Linked DNA regions of Astyanax mexicanus: region 1 is linked to region 2. A link is a contact called in public Hi-C data. All regions are on one chromosome and are shown on one strand. Each heading gives the region's core, a stretch centred on a gene start, on an enhancer-like site or on the middle of the called end of the contact. The rest is flanking DNA. Distances are from core to core; before and after follow the strand shown. Region 1 overlaps maml3 (mastermind-like transcriptional coactivator 3). Region 2 holds the start of maml3 (mastermind-like transcriptional coactivator 3).

Region 1 (4,281 bases), core at 429-2,928, 150 kb before region 2:
CAGAGGTAATTTTCATTTTGAACTTTTTGGCGGCCGTAATAAATAAAAAAGTACCCCTGAATTTTCACCCATGACTCTCAAACAAACCCAGTTTGGCGGGAAAAATGCAAACCTGGCAACTCTGGTAACAGAGTCAATGCAATAGAACAATTCACATGGAAATATTAATATGAAAAAGTAAAATAGAAAATTGTAAATACTTAATACTGCCTTAATTGCAGTTTACTTGAATTAAAGGCATTAGTTGCAGCCCTAGATTGAGGAATGTTAAATTCCTACAAAGCTTCAAGAATGGAAGGTCACATCCACCTGCACCCACCATCAGACCTCTAGCTCACATAATTCACTTTGCCTTGCCATGAGCACACTGGCCAGTGTTTAACCTCACAACTTGCATAAAATGTGTGTTTCCAAGCCATTCCCTGAGGAAACGCTTCACAATGAATTTACATACTGTTGTCCCATGACTTTAGGACACATCACTGTGTATCTAATGTTTTTTTAGCTTTATATAGAGAGGGGTTTTAGAAGAGTGATGGTGTGTTTGTTTGTTTTTGGACACACAGGTGCTGTATTGATGTATTGGTGGAATTAGCACTCTGCCTCTCTTTCTCTCTCTCTAAAAGCAGATGCTTCACATCCATCCACCAGACCAGAGCGATCGATAAGTGCAAATCTCCCCGGACGCTGCAGGATCTCCTCACTTAACCAGGCAGGCTGACGAAGCGAGCGCCGGGCAGTGTGTGTGTATATGTGTGTGTGTGTGATGTCCACAGTGTCCAGATGAGGGCAGTGTTGATCTATCGTTCCTGTCTCTGAACCGTCATATCTCTATTTCCTCCACCTCCATGCCTATCTTGCAGTCATGCACGCCCTCTCCCTCTCTCTCTTTTTCTCCAACTCCATCCCTCCATATCTCTACTTATCTCTCTCCCTCACACCCCTGCTTTCTCTTTTCCAGCCCAAACTCTACCATCCATACTTTCCTCTCCATCTCTCTCTTCTTTACTTGCTCACACTCTCCCCGCCTCTCTCTCTCTTGCTTTCTCTCTACCTTTCTCGCTCTCTCTTGCTCTCTCTTTCTCTCTCTCTCTCGCCCTCTCTCGATGGCTTAATCATGAGTGCAGTAATATACATCTCCCTCTTCCTCCCGGATAATGTGTGTGAGCCAGACTACTCCTCAACTGAGCATGACGAGAGAAAGAGTGTGCGCAACTGCAGGAGAGATGAAGTGAAAGAAAAAAGAGAAATAGAGGAGAGAGAGAAAGGAAGAGGTAAGAAGTGTGAGCATGAGAACAAGCAAGTAAAAAAGAAAATAATGACAGAGTTAGAGAAAATAAAGAGAAGGGAATAAAGTGAATTAAAACATGAGAGATTAAAATGAGGGAAATGGTGAAAAGGTGAGAGAAGAAAGAGGCCAATGAGAATGACAAAGAAAGCAGAAAAACAGAGGGAGAGAAATCTGGAAGACAAGTGATAAAAGCTAAAAGAGAAATGATAGAGTCAGTAGAGTGATAAAGCAAGAGTCAAAAAGAAACGGAAAAAAGTAAGAACAAGAGAAAGAGGGCGAGCAATGGAGAGAGAAATCTGAAAGATGAGTGATAAGAGGGAAAGGAGAGAAAATAAAGGGGCAGGAGAGAGAGAGCGAGGGAGTGCGAGAGCAGGTAGCCAGGCAACAGCGGCTGTAATGTTGAGCAGATGGTGCTCATAGGAGCCATGATGGACGACAGCGGGCGGCAGCCTCTAACAACACACACAGACCCAGGGGAGGGAGGGAGAGAGAGAGAGGGAAAGGGGAAGGAGAGAGAGAGAAAGAGAGAGGGGAAGGGGGGAGACGGTAAAAGAGAGAGAGAGGAGCGTAAATAAAGTGGCATGCCTCTTATTCCTCCCTCTGCCTCTTTCTATCCTCATCCCTCGTGTTTCCTCTGCACGCACTGTCCACCTTCCTCCTCCTCCTCCTCTCTCTTTCTCTCCTCTCTCTTTCTCTTTGTTTTCACTTGCTCCACCTGGTCCGACCACAACACATGACAACATACACCCACATAACCTACACTAAATGACATTTGTATTGGAACATACACACTCTCGTGCTCTCTCTTTCCCTCCCTCTTACAGACAAACACATGCACACAGTACTCTGTGTATTTAAGCTACTCCAACATATGGCTAAAGTCCTTAGCATTGATTGTATAATCTGTATCGGAACAATTAACACAATTAACACAGTAATCAGTTCTATTAGCTCTGCAGTCATTTCGTATTCCTGCTAAACTACAGATACAGATGTTTGTGAACACCTCTTATACTGAATACTTCTTTATTTACTTCAAGGTGTACCCACTGATGACACAGATCCACATCCACACATACAGCTTATCTACTCACAGTAGATAAAGTATTATTTCCAAAAGAATAGGACCATCTAGAGAAGATGAGCATGAATTTACTGGCACCAAACTGTCACAGCAATACAGCAATGCTTCATAATTTAGTAAAAACAATAAATGAGCAGCTGTCCCAATACTTTTTGTCAGCGTTGGTATTTTTAAATGTCTGATAATCCGTACCAGCTAGAGAAGAAACTATTTTTATATCTATAATTTTTTTTTTTTACATTTTCAGACAAATACTTTCGGTTGCCAAATATTCGGTGCACCCATAGTACTGCTTCATTCATCAGTCAATCTATTGTAAATACTCTTGACTATGTAGTTCCAATGGCATCTGTCAAGTAGAGGTAGAACAATATTTAATTATTGTAATGTCGTATCATTTAGATCTTATATCGATATGTGCCGATATAATATCTATATTGATATGTTTTTTTTTATTGAAACAGATGCTCTAAACTCCATAAGACTTGCCATCCCCTCCCAATTGGACATACTAAATTTACAGCCTTATTACTCCACATGGTGGCGCTAGAATAAAATTAATAGAGTAAACCTGCAGTGAAGAATTTTGGTAGTTGAATTCTGTGAAACTGACACCAATTAATTCATAATTTTTGGTATTTACTTATTTATAAGCATTTTATCCTCTTTAGTAACGCAGATGCTATGAAGTATCCTAGAGAATTGCTATATATTACTATATATGGAGTATCACAGATAATGTGGGAGATTGTTAACATGGGCAACGTATCGTGACCTACTGTAGGATAGGTAGGATCTACATATTAGGCAGCAAAAGAACGATAATTTCTTGAAGGTCATGTGATAAAAGCAGGATGGACGAGCATCATGATCTAACTGACTTTAACAAGAACCAAACTATACTGGCTAAAGAACTGGGTCAAAACATCTCCAGAACATGTGTGGAATGTTCCACTAAAGATATCAATGATTGGTCAAGTAGAAAACCAAAAATCTTGCAGTAGGTTTGCTTGGACACACATCTGAACCCCCAACACATCCTCACATCCACCCCCTCAACCACACACACACACACACACACTCACTCCAGGAGAGCAGGTTATTAGGGAGGGAGTCGACTACATAAGCATCCAATTTGGTTAAAGCAGCAGGCGTCAGGGCTTCTGCCCCCCCCCCCCCCCCATACACACACACACCAAAAAAACACTCAGAACTGCTGCAGAAACGTGCACACTCTCTCTCCCAGCCCACATGTAAGCACTACACACAGCAGAGAGTGAGAAACTGCAGAATGCACAATAATCTAATCTACAGTTCAGCACAGACTGATCGCTTCCATTGATCACAAACACAAACACACACACACACACACACACACTCAGATTGATTACCAGTAGTGAGCTTGGCCCTGATCACACACTAATCTGGGAGGCTTGCTCCCAACATCTCGCCTAATAACACACCACGTGCCGGCACACACTCCTCCGGGGGGGTGAGCGAGTGTGTGCTGCGCTACAGAACAATGCACAAATATTCAAATAGTCTTGTGTGCATATATACACACACACACACACACACACACACACACACACACACACACACACACACACACACAGCAAATCCCTGCACTACAGATCCACTAGGCAGCTATAAGCTACATGTTCATGAAGGTCAGTGTGAAAGATGGGTTAAAAGGTTAAAACTGAGTTTAAGGGTTAAAAATGAGTGTAAGGGTAAGGCTGGGTTTAAAGGTTAAGGTTGAGTATAAGGGTTAAGGCAGGGTTTAAGGGTTAAAGCCGAGTTAGATGGTTAAGAAAGGCTTTAGCGGTTGAGAGTGTATTTCAGGGTAAGGAAGGGTTTAGGGGCAAAGGCTGGGTTTAAGGGTAAATTGATAGATTAAGACTGG
Region 2 (4,451 bases), core at 722-3,221:
AAAGAGTGTGAAATCGGGTTTGCTGAAACCGAAACAAGCTGCCAGGTAGTTCCGTGCAGTTCCCTGCCATGTCTATTTTTTTCTACAGTGCAAAAACAGACACAGACACTGTCAGAGGCTGCATGGTTGTTGCAGAAACAGCTTGAAAAAATAGCTTGTTAACCTAGCTAGGTTAGCTAGGGTTAAATAGTTCCCCTGTACCTGTATTATGCATGATAACCCCACACAAAGCACTGTACAACAGTATACAAGCAGTGGGAACCTATAGCTAACCTGGGTTAGTTAGATAGTTAGCTAGCTAGTCTACTCACCGCTATCAGAGTGCTGCTCCTCTGCTCGGCTGCAGCAGCAGCGGCGGCGTCCGGCTCCTGCTGCTGCTGCTGCTTGCCCTGCTTGCTGCCGCCACCACCAGCGCCTCCGCCGCCGCCACTAGCCGCCTTCTTCGCCCTCTGCTCCAGGCTGCGCTGGTAAAGCGCCGCGGTCTCCCGCCGCTCGATCTCCAGCTGCTCCGCGTGTGCTTGCTGGTAGCGCGTCTCGCAGGTAACGTGGTGCCGCCGGCAGCCCTCGATCCTCTGCCGGAGCCGCTCCACCACTGTGCTGTGCTTGGGGACGCCGGCGTTAGCTCCGTTGTTGTTGCCGGCGCCGCCGCTGTTAGCAGCCCCGCCGCTGCCGCTACCGCCAGCGCCGAGAGCGGCGTTCAGGTTCACCGCGCTGCTGTTGATGCAAAGGCTGCCGCCGCCGCCGTTCGCGGCTGCAGGGCTGGCGAAATCTCCCATCATCTGTGCTACTGGTTAGGGAGAACTTTTGTGGTGGTGTTGTAGTAGTGGGTGAACCAGAACTAGAAACAGAACCAGAATTGACTCCTTCTAGTGTTTCTAGTCCTTCTTGTAGTTGCTAGTCTTCCACCGCTCTACTCACTCCCTCTCTCCCCGCTCTCCCCTCTCCAAAAGCGGCTCAGCTTGGCCGAGGATCCGGGAGGGGGAGGGAGGGAGAGAGCCGGAGAGAAAGAGCCGGGGCTTGGAGAGCAGATCTCGGGGAGAGCTCAGTCATAAAGCCCATAAAGACGAATGAATGGGTCCAAGCTTAGGGTCCAACCTCTCAATCAATCAATGCCCACCACCAGGGTCCACTAATCAATCGCTGCAAGTAGCTAGCTAGTTATCAAGTAGCGTGAAAGCACCAGGACAAGGACCAGGACAAGGACCAGGTCCAGGGGTCAGTCCACCGTCTCTCTGCCCCCCACACCTCAACCCTCAAGCCCCTCCAACCTCCCACCCCACCCCCCTCTCTCTATCGCCCGCCGCCGGAAGGCTACACTCTCACCCCTAACGCGTGAGACATCCGGAGGTTACAGTCGACCACCATGACCACTGTCTTCATCATCACCACCACCATCATCATCATCATCATCTTCACCGCCACTATCACCACCACCGCCGCCGCTGCACACCGCCTCTCTCCCGCCGGCTTGCCTTCTCCGTGTCGAGGGGCCAGAAAAAAGTTTCTCCGTCTGCAGCGAACACGCTCCAGAGTACTTTCGTGAACTTGCATGTCATTACTTTTTCACTTTTCTGTGCTTTAGCTCGTTAAAACCGCCCCGAAACAAAGTGCGCGGCTTCCTCACCCCACAAAATAAAGCGAGAAATTCATAAAATAAAGTCCCCAGACTCGCCGCCACCGCCGCCACCATCAAAATAATCAAGCGCTCCCCTCCTCCATGGCAGCGGAGTGATATCAGGACAACAAGCCGAGAGCGTTTGCCTTTCTTTCCCACCCGCTTTCCGGCACACCCCGCCCTCCGGAGCACGGACTGGCTGCGAATTCACACTAGCAGGCTATCAGCCAATCAGAGGAGACGATGCACGCCTGGCCAATCTGAGCGAAGGAGGCGGGACACTACTGGCCAATCAGAACAGGAAGGGTTCCGGATACTGAGTGGGAAAACAAATAACAACACCAGCTGAGTGAAAAAAAATCAGCGTTTAAAACACGGAGTGGATCTCACAGTTCAGCGGGTCAGGACTGCTTTACTACTAAAGCAAGGCTAGCCAGGACTAGTCTCTTTACTCCTTTACACACAGACTGGCTTAATATAAAATAAAATGTTCTCTGGTTAAGATAACAAGTAAACCAATAAGTACCAACTGTTTACCAAAATTATGTGCAACATAATCCCTTATTTACCACTTATTTACTATTTATTTTCTATTTATTTACTGGTCAGCCTATGTGCAATATCACTGATCACTGCTTATGAGGTATCATGTTTGCTCTAATCTTAGTTTTTCTAGATCTATATACAGCTCTGGAAAAAAAAAGTTTCTGAATCAGTTTCTCTGACTTTGCTATTTATAGGTATATGTTTAAGTAAAATTAACTTTGTTGATTTATTCTCTACGTACAAATTCCCCCAAATTCCAAATAAAAATATTGTCATTTAGAGCATTTATTTGCAGAATAAAAATGGCTAAAATAAAAAAGCAGAGCTTTCAGATCTTCCATGTACAATGACCATTGTGGTTTTCCTGTGCAGCATTTTAGTTGGGTGCCCCCTTTATTATCGGTATTAATTTTTATTTATTTAAAATTTCAACATCTGAAACACACAGTCTATCCACGTAAATAATCTAAGATAGGATATAACTCTTTACTTCACAAGGTTTGTTTGCCGACAATGAATAATTACTTGAGTAATTGAACAAGAAGACTCCTCATGATATCTCCTCATGATGCTGCAGGGCCACCTGTGGTAAAAACATCCTAAGCTGATCAGATCATTTGATTCGACCCCTTCAGAATAATGATCTAAATCAAGAGTTAGACTTAAGCTAATTTATTATGCGTAAGTAATAATAAAATGTGATTTGGACTACTTTAATAGCTTTCCAAAATGAAGGTACTTCAGCTTCACTGAATTATTCTACACGATTCAGAGCTCACCTCCAACTGGTAAGTGAGAGATTTCTACTATGATATAACATTTACTTCTTATTTATAAAGGCTATAGGTTACATAGTTGCATAGTTGTTTAGTCTTATAATTAAGTTTTTAATTTGCATTTTAGTCAGCAAAATAGTCAATAAAGCTGTTAAATTGTTAAAATAAACTGGTAATTTGTGGCAGTTACAGTGGCTTGCAAAAGTATTTATAACCCTTGAACCTTTTCACATTTTGTCACCTTACAACCAAAAACCTTTAAGTGATAGACAAACACAAAGTATTGTATTAGTGTGAAGTGGAACAGAAATGATACATGGTTTTCAAATATTTTATCAAATAAAAATCTGAAAAGTGTGAATATGAATACTTAGTAGAGCCATTATTTGCTGCAGTTACAACTGTAAGTGCTTTGGGGTTTGTCTCTATCACTGTAAAATTTTAACCGTTTTCTGTCTTTCTTAATCAATATTTTCAGAATGTTGCATTAGGATTGTTTCTAGTTGGTTCTGCTGCTCGACTGTATGATAAACTTCTGAAACCACTGCTAATTTTTAAACAGCCATAACAACTGTAACATATTTCCTGAAAACTTGAAAACAACTAGTTAGATGATTATTTAAGGAAGGTGTTGTTGTGATAGTATAGTTTTAATAGTTTAAATGTTAAAAAATACAATTTTCCCATAAACTGCCCTCAACTGGGGCACCTGGGCACCCCTATAGATGAATAAAACCATCTGCATCGTCTCTGCCACAGGCCAGATATGCGGGTCCGAGCTGTTTTGGCAGCACAAGGGGAACAAACACATTATAAGGCAGATGAATTTGATGTTATGACTGATCTGTGTATTTGCAAATGTTTGGTGTACTAACCTTCTGTGCAGTAGCTCTGCAGGGAGTTAACTGCTTCAGAAATCTGATTCCTATCACCGCCGCTTTAAGACACTCTGAGTTGTTAAGTTTCTCTAAAATGGAACATTTCACACCAAAGCACCCTGAATGACTTTGTTTACATTTTAATGCTTGAATTATGCAGAAAGCTTGAGAGGGTGCCAGAACTTCAGTATTGCGCTAGTGGAACAGCAAAAAATTTAGTTAAAGCTCCTCAGAAAAGGACATTAACTCTTTATGCCCTGTGACTTGTATTACATACACAAGGGATACTGTTTAATAGAACAGTATTTACATTTATATTTGAAAACCTAAAATCTAGTGCTACCTGCATGTAGTTTTATGATATACTCTACATCATTCACTATATAAGGAGGGATTTAGGATTCAGGCAGAAACATGCATGTGCTTGACATTACAGTATCCAGGCTACAACACACCTTGGAGATCATTTTGCTATTTTCAGTGACTAAAAATGACATTTTCCTGTGGATAAGAGGCCAAAAAACACATTTAGAATTTGTTAAAATATTCAGATTCATGCGGATTGGGTCCTTAGAAAAGGCAAAAACTGATCTCAGTGATTTTGAGTCTTGAATTATTGTTGGTGTCAGAAGGGCT

Evidence for each region. A called contact is a pair of places that touch in the nucleus more often than the background predicts.
Region 1: a contact with region 2 is called in a Hi-C map of muscle, with 14 times the contacts expected there. The contact joins the enhancer-like site here to the promoter of maml3 in region 2. A contact is called at or near these places in 2 of 3 Hi-C or Micro-C datasets (both in muscle).

The regions. Positions count from the first base shown.
Region 1 is chr7:47,357,233-47,361,513 of AstMex3_surface, reverse strand. All of the region lies in intron 2 of maml3 (mastermind-like transcriptional coactivator 3), which reads right to left. Among protein-coding and RNA genes, the nearest start is that of LOC103045155, 30 kb to the left of the region's middle. Within about 2 kb of position 1,678, the one cell type or tissue checked has an H3K27ac peak away from gene starts, as active enhancers do.
Region 2 is chr7:47,211,139-47,215,589 of AstMex3_surface, reverse strand. maml3 (mastermind-like transcriptional coactivator 3) reads right to left here and starts at 1,971. Exons shown (of 5, transcript XM_049481145.1): 1 at 312-1,971. The coding sequence starts at 779.